Regions from separate parts of the Mus musculus genome. Here region 1 is linked to region 2. A link is a contact called in public promoter capture Hi-C data. All regions are on one chromosome and are shown on one strand. The core of a region is the stretch at or near the end of the contact, and the rest is flanking DNA. Distances in the headings are between cores, read along the strand shown.

Evidence for each region. Promoter capture Hi-C pulls out the DNA fragments that hold promoters and counts their contacts.
Region 1: a promoter capture Hi-C map of hippocampal neurons shows a contact between it and region 2, with 3 times the contacts expected there. The contact joins the promoter of Nalcn here to the promoter of Clybl in region 2. A contact is called at or near these places in 1 of 39 promoter capture datasets (hippocampal neurons) and 1 of 115 datasets of contacts at active chromatin or transcription factors (astrocytes).

Annotation. Positions count from the first base shown.
Region 1 is chr14:123,625,097-123,628,670 of GRCm38.p6, reverse strand. It overlaps Nalcn (sodium leak channel, non-selective), which reads left to right and starts at 1,527. Exons shown (of 44, transcript NM_177393.4): 1 at 1,527-1,855. Gm46490 (a long non-coding RNA gene) reads left to right here. Exons shown (of 3, transcript XR_001781479.2): 3 at 1-58.
Region 2 is chr14:122,179,773-122,183,244 of GRCm38.p6, reverse strand. Clybl (citrate lyase beta like) reads right to left here and starts at 1,551. Exons shown (of 8, transcript NM_029556.3): 1 at 1,464-1,551. The coding sequence starts at 1,519.

The DNA of each region.
Region 1 (3,574 bases), core at 278-2,777, 1.4 Mb before region 2:
TCTTGGTGTTACCATGTTTCATGATCATGTTTTTCTAGAATTCTAATTTATAATTATAACCCCAAGAGTGATATACCATTATGTATTTTAACACTAGCAATAAAGTACTATTTAGGTTTTTTGTTTTAAAAGGAAGTAGCAACAGAGATGATGAAATGAACCAGTAATAAAACTTAAAATAAATTAGTTGTGGATTTACCAGTTGTACTGGCTGGTTTTGTGTGTCAACTTGACAAATGCTAGAGTTATCACAGAGGAAGGAGCTTCAGTTGGGGAAGTGCCTCCATGAGATCCAGCTGTGGGGTATTTTCCCAATTAGTGATCAAGGAGGAAAGGCACCTTGTGGGTGGGACCATCTCTGGACTGGTAGTTTTGGTTCTATAAGAGAGCAGGCTGAGCAAGCCAGGCGAAGCAAGCCAGTAAAGAACATCTCTCCATGGCCTCTGCATCAGCTCCTGCTTCCTGACTTGCTTAAGTTCTAGTCCTACTTCCTTAGTGATGAACAGCAGTATGGAAGTGTAAACTGAATAAACCCTTTCCTCCTCAATTTGCTTCTTGGTCATGATGTTTGTGCAGGAATAGAAACCCTGACTAAGACACCAGTATTGAAATTATTTTTAATTTTATTATGAAAATGTTTAATCCTTTGTCTGAATTACAGCTTTTTATACAGTTGGTAATTCTGAAGTTTTTAGCAATTTGATGAAAAAACAATCTCACATTTCTATATATTGTGAAACACTGATTATTAACATGCCCCTTTAAGGAAACATCAACAAAAACCTACCAAACAACAAGAGAAACAAAAAAAAAAAAAAAAACAAACAAAAAAAAAAACTCCACAAAGAACCTAATAGGGTTGTAAAGATTAGTTTTTTTGTAAAGGGGGGAAATTAAATATATAAGGCTAGAAAATGCTTGTTTAAAATGTGTGTGTGTGTATGTGTGTGTGTGTGTGTGTGTGTGTGTGTGAAATTTTATGTTGGTTGCTAGAGAGACAACATTTTGTGACAGGCAGTTGTTTTTCACTTAAGTTTCCTTTTAGAGGAAGCTTCATCTGATCCTTTGTGCTTCAAAGACAACTGCAAAAGGCATACTTTTGTGTATATGTGATAGTGAAATCACAGGCTGGGAACTCCTGAATGATTGCTAAAGCTGACTGTAGGCAAATAAACCTTTAGGAATGAGAGTGCAGTGGACGGTGTCTCCTGGGCCTGAACAAGGTAGTTGAGATGCAAAATGTCCCTACACTTATTCTACTGGATTCCCTACAAGACCTCAGCTTCAGCCTACCCTGGTGCTGCAAATAGAGTATAGAGTTAACCATGTACGAACACCCTTTAGCCTCTATCTACATGGTGACATATTTAAAAGACTGAAACATTACTGATGTATTTATTACTTTGCAATTTCATACTTAGGAGCGCATAAAGTAGCACTACAGTAGCACACAGGCCTAGAGAAGCAGGAGCCCCTAGAACAGCCTGAGAAGACTGCCCAGCTGTTGCTGAGACTGGCTGCTGGAGGAGAGAGGGAAGCCACCTGCAAGTACGGACCCTGGCACTGGCCACCAGCTGCGGCGGCGCTGCCTTGAGCATCCTCCGTAGCTCGCGCAGCAAAGCCAACAGCAAAAGGCAAGCGAATAAACGCAAGGCCAGGACTCCTGCAGCTCTCTCCGTGCCCCTCGCTCGTGCGGCAGATGCTAGTGCAGAACCAGCACGGAGCTGACTGAGCCGCCATAGGTGAGGGGCCGCGTCCCCACCCGCTCAGGCCGGCGCGCCCCGCACGGATCCCGCTTGCCGCCGCCGCCGCTGCAGCCTCAGCACCATGACTACTCCGCGCGCTGCGGTTACAGGTTGGTTATGGCCGCTGGCCCTGGAGGCTGCGGCAAGGCGGGCACAGCGTCTTACACCGGAGGCCGGGAGGCGTCCTGCTATCCCTTCGCTGGGGCCTGGCCTGGGCAGGGTTCTGGGAATCCAGGAGGCGGCAGACAGCTCAGTCTGGGCGCGCAGGGAAGGGACTCTGGGAGCCACTGTGCGCCACTGTGCGCCCTCTGGCCCCCCGTGCAAGTTGCTCCCAAGTGGGCCTTGGGAAGCCTTGGGCCGCTGGATGGGGCCTGCCCAGCCTTGGCATCCAGCAGGTGCTGGAGGTGGGGGAAGCAGGTGGCTGGGGGTGGGGCTGACATGCATCCAGACCCTCACTATGCTGGCCCTGATTGCTAAAGGCCTTAATTGCCTCTGGCCTTCACCTGGGTCAACCCAATACTGGGAGGAGGGTTTGGGGAGTACCTCTGCTCCATCAGCTTTTGGGAAGGCCTTCTGGGCCTTGCCCAATCCCATAATCCTGCGGACTGCTGTTTGCTAATTTGCTCTCATTTTATTAATTGTTCTGTTTGAGCAGCTGTCATTAGAGTGACCCTTATCAGCAAGCAAAGTTTGGACTTGCCAAAGCAACTGCATTTTGTCTTTGAACCTTTAAGAGCCCAGTTTGGAAGGCCTGGCTAGAGTCTGGAAATGGGTCCAGAACTGTGACCTAGGGGTTAGTTATTTCTCTGACTTTAATGTTTCTTTAGACAACATAATGTCCCCGAACCTGGACACTATGTCCTTTACTAGAAAAAAAAAATCAGCTTTGGGCCCAAATTTCCAAGGACTGTATTGTGAAGGATGTGTGAACACACACACACACACACACACACACACACACACATGACCTTTGGAAGATTTCCTCAATTTCCCTGTGGGAAATGGGAAGTGAGGCCCCTTGTGGCTTTTTTTCCTGTAATCTCTCATGTGGGATCAAAAATTAACAGGTAGCTGTTTTTGCTTTTGTTTTTAAATTTTTGATTCCTTGTTCCATAGCTTCTGCTGTGTCTTTGTTACCTGGGAGAGGAGCAGGGACTGTGGCAGTTTCTTAACAGCAGGAGTCTTTTTATATCCAGATTGTCCAACAATCCAAATAAGAGCCATGCCTTCTCAAATCTCCACAACCTCAGAAATTGATTTCTGAATTGATTGGTTCCGTTCTGTTCTATGTGGGTGTTACAATCTCCTCTGATATAATTTTGTGCCATCTATTTGATAAATCCATATAAGGAAAGGGAAAAACTTGAGCTTTGCCAAATAGCTAAAAGAAAAAAGTTGTGTGAAAGGCCATTGGCTTCTCTTACCTGATCACAGGTAAGTAATGTACTTTCACTGGAAAGGATGGGATTAGAAGTACTATAAAAACAAATCCATAATTTGTGAAATGGTAACAATACAGTTACAACTTTGGGTATGGCTTGCAAGGATATTCAAGAGGGAAAAAAAGTGCACATTTAAAAGAAGAAAATCTACTCAAAATCATTTGCTCACAGTTCAGATATCTAAAGGCTTTATAGTGTTTTTATTTCCCCTTGTGGATGGCAGTATGTTCCACTTGCTTTTTTTCTCTTTCCCGCATAAAGAGTGCCTGTATGTGCCTGTGTGTATCTGTGGGAAACATATTTATTTTATCATTCATCAGTGGTGCTAAGATAATTTTAGATTTATATGCCTGGGTGGAAAACAAGTCACATGTAGATCTCTGTAAG
Region 2 (3,472 bases), core at 302-2,801:
AGGACTCATGTGTAGCTTGAGAAATAGCTACAGATGGTTCTATGTAGCAACTTTGATAGGTGTGTGTGTTCCCATCTATATTTCTTGGCTCTGTCAAGTGAGTTATGCTCCCTTCCTTGAAAGCGGAGTAATTCATATACATCCAGCATGGCCACAGAGAACTGCATGAATAACATGACAGTCTAGAGCTCAGGGCAAACGCTGGTGGGTCAGAAACAGGGATCAGGATTTCTGGTCTTGAATGGCCCCTGCGTGCTCAGCAATGGTTCAGACACTCTGAAAATAAGCAAGGAGCCTCCAGAAGTAGCCTACTGGTCCCAGACAGCACTTACATCCTCTGGTGGGTTTACTAGGACCACACTAGCACAATTGGCTCACTAAAGCCAAGTACCTGCCCTTGATAGAGATGATGCATGGTATGGGGGGCAGGGTGGTGGTGATAAAAAGGAGTTTACACTAAGCTCCAAGCCTATTAGAAGTGGTGACTGTGTGCGGTCAGGACTGGTCCTTTCACACTTCAGAAACGGAATCTCTGGGCTGGCCCAGGACCCCTCCCTTACCACCACTCAGGTTCCAGGAGTGATTTTCCTCCAGCCAGGGTGCAAGGCCACAGATGAGAAAATGAGGTGCCTAAGACCATATGGGTCCTGTCATGGGTCTGGGGTAAATCATGAAGCACAACACAAAAGATGTAAAAAACGCTAAACTGTGAACTCTGGCTCCATCGCTCCGTGGGACTTTGAGACAGTCTCTGATCCTGTTTCCTCACAATAGGCAAGACACCTTAAAGGAGAACTCAGGACACGTGCAGTTAACAGATAGGCAAGTGTCATGAGGGAGGGTCACTGTTTGTGACAATCTACAGTTCCTTTACCAACTAGTATTGCTATGTAGGCCAGGCTGGCCTCAAACTTGCTATGTAGATTAAGTGTAGCCTTTAACCTGCGTCCTCCTGCCTCCACTCCCCAAGTCATGGAATTCTTTTCAAATATCTACTCCAAAGCTGATGACGTAAGACTTAAAGTCTCTTGTTAAACCAAAGAAAACTTCAAAATATATGCTCTTTTCACCTAAAAAAAATTCAGTGTTTTTCATGAGCAGATTTTGGCAAAAGCTTTTTGGAACCCTCAGTCATTCTTGGTTGGGTAAGTGGGTCCAGAGAACAACATTTGGGAACCACTGTGCTTCACATAGGTGGGGTGAGCGTCTCAGCTACTCCAGAGCGCCCCTAAGTTAGCGCGGTACATGCCAGATGCTGACAGCCCTGCCAACCCAGTAACGTTTGTACCCATTGCCCGGGTCCACGCAAAGCCCTCCCACTGGGAGGCAGCAGCCGCAGCGACCTTGGCAGAGGTCAAGGACCGGAGGCACAGAGGTATCGGGCTAGAGTGCCCATGCAGGCTCCAGAGACCACTCTGGCTACCGCCTTCGCCGCGTGGCGGGGACAGAGAACCTGAACTCACAGCCTGGGCAGCGCCGCCGCTCCACGAACCGTGTTCCGCAGCACGCACAACGCCATCTTCCCGACTGGCCCGCCTACGCCCCGCCCTCGCCCCGCCTAGCTGGATTCGGCCACGCCCGCCCTACCAGGCTTAGCCCGGCCCCCCGCTTGCCACAGCCCAGGCCAGTCCAGCCAGACTCAGCCCCACCTTGCTTCTGCTGGCGAGGCCCCATGCAACGCTTCTCTTTCCAAAACCACGCCCGCCCTCGTTAGCCACTCCAATCCTCTGCGAGCCCTGCGCGGCTCTGCGCGGAGGCTTTGGTGACCCAATGCTCCGCCCGCTTCTGAAACGAGTTAGAGAAACTTGGGTTTTCTCTGGCAGAGAAGATTTAGGTTTCCGAGGGGCTTTTTTGCTGTTTTTATTATCAACGTGCCCCTAACACAGTCGGTGAGCCTGCGATGGTGCATAAGCTAAAAGTGGTCAAAGCAAATGGGCTCTACCTGAAAAGGTGCAGGCTTGGGACCCACACAGGCCCCTTCCCAATGCCTGCGGGTCTCCGGAAACTGAGAGAAGCTGCCATCGGTCGTCTTTCCTAATCCAGTGGTGCCCTACCTAGTGTCTGGTCCTTTCCACTCTCCACCCTCCACCATTCCTCTGTCTTCTACCTCTGCAGTTTTGATTTTGGTGGTCACTACGTTCCGTTTGTTCTGAATTGACACTCAAAGTCGTTGTCGGAAGCTGGATTAAAAAATAGACCCCAGACGGGCGTGGTGGCTCACGCCTTTAATCCCAGCACTTGGGAGGCAGGAGAATTTCTGCGTTCGAAGCCAGCCTGGTCTACAGAGTGAGTTCCAGGACAGCCAGGGCTACACAGAGAAACCCTGTCCCGAAAAACAAAAACAAAAGACCCCAGAAGTCCTTTGTAGCCAGAGTGGCAGCACAGATGCCGAATATCTGCAAGACTGAGTTATCGCTTAGTTTATGATACCAACAGGGCAGACTGTTCAAACCCTCTGTGAGGCCCCCTCACACCCACCCGGACCTCTCCTGCCTGCACCCAGTGAGGACCATCCCACTTTCCTGTCTCCACTGCGGGCCCCAGTCTGTTCCGCCAAAATGGAGCCTGAGACAAAGCAGTATCAGGAACACCCATTCCATCTCTAATTTACACATCTATATCTTGTACTAAGAGACTGAGCAGGCAAGCTTTGTCTGTCTCCAGATACTAGATCACACTCTTTGTCCTGTTACACTTCTCTATGGCCATCCATCCACCAGTAAAAACACAGGTCTGGGGGTTTGAGTTTTTAAAACTTTTGTTGTTGTTGTTGTTGTTGTTGTTGTTTGAGACAGGGTTTCTCTGTATAGCCCTGGCTGTCCTGGAACTCACTGTGTAGACCAGGCTGGCCTTGAACTCAGAAATCTGCCTGCCTCTGCCTCCCAAGTACTTGGATTAAAGGTGTGTGCCACCACCGCCCGGCCTTGAGTTTTTATTTATCAATAAAAGTCACGTAAGGCGTCAGTTACATGCACAAAAGAGTTATTGCAAGTTTTGCACCTGAGGGGGTCAGAGGGATTGAGGGGAGGTAGTGGGGGAAGACGGGTTGGGAGGGTGAAAGACTTCAGGGCAAAGTAGAGCAGGCATAAAACTTCAGGGATCTGAGAACCTCCTGGGCCCAGGTTTAAGTGGCCTAAATGCCTTTTTTAATAATATACTCGGGAGTAGAATTTAGGGCCTCAGCCAGGCAGGCAGGAGCTCTATCTACCACTGAGCTACACCCTGGCCCTAAGTGGCTGAAATCTTGGCATTGTTTCACAAATACATTTGTCCTAGATAGAAGTGAGTTATATTTTCACCACATGGCCTTGTAATTATCGTGAAAACTCAATTAACCTTCATTGTTTGTCTTATACTATCTAGCTTTGTATTGGTTCTACAGAACACCTCCTAGGATTCGCCCGCTGAAAATATCTGATCAACCTCACTGTTTGCTGTAACATTTAAATAACTTTCCAGTGGGAAAGGGCAG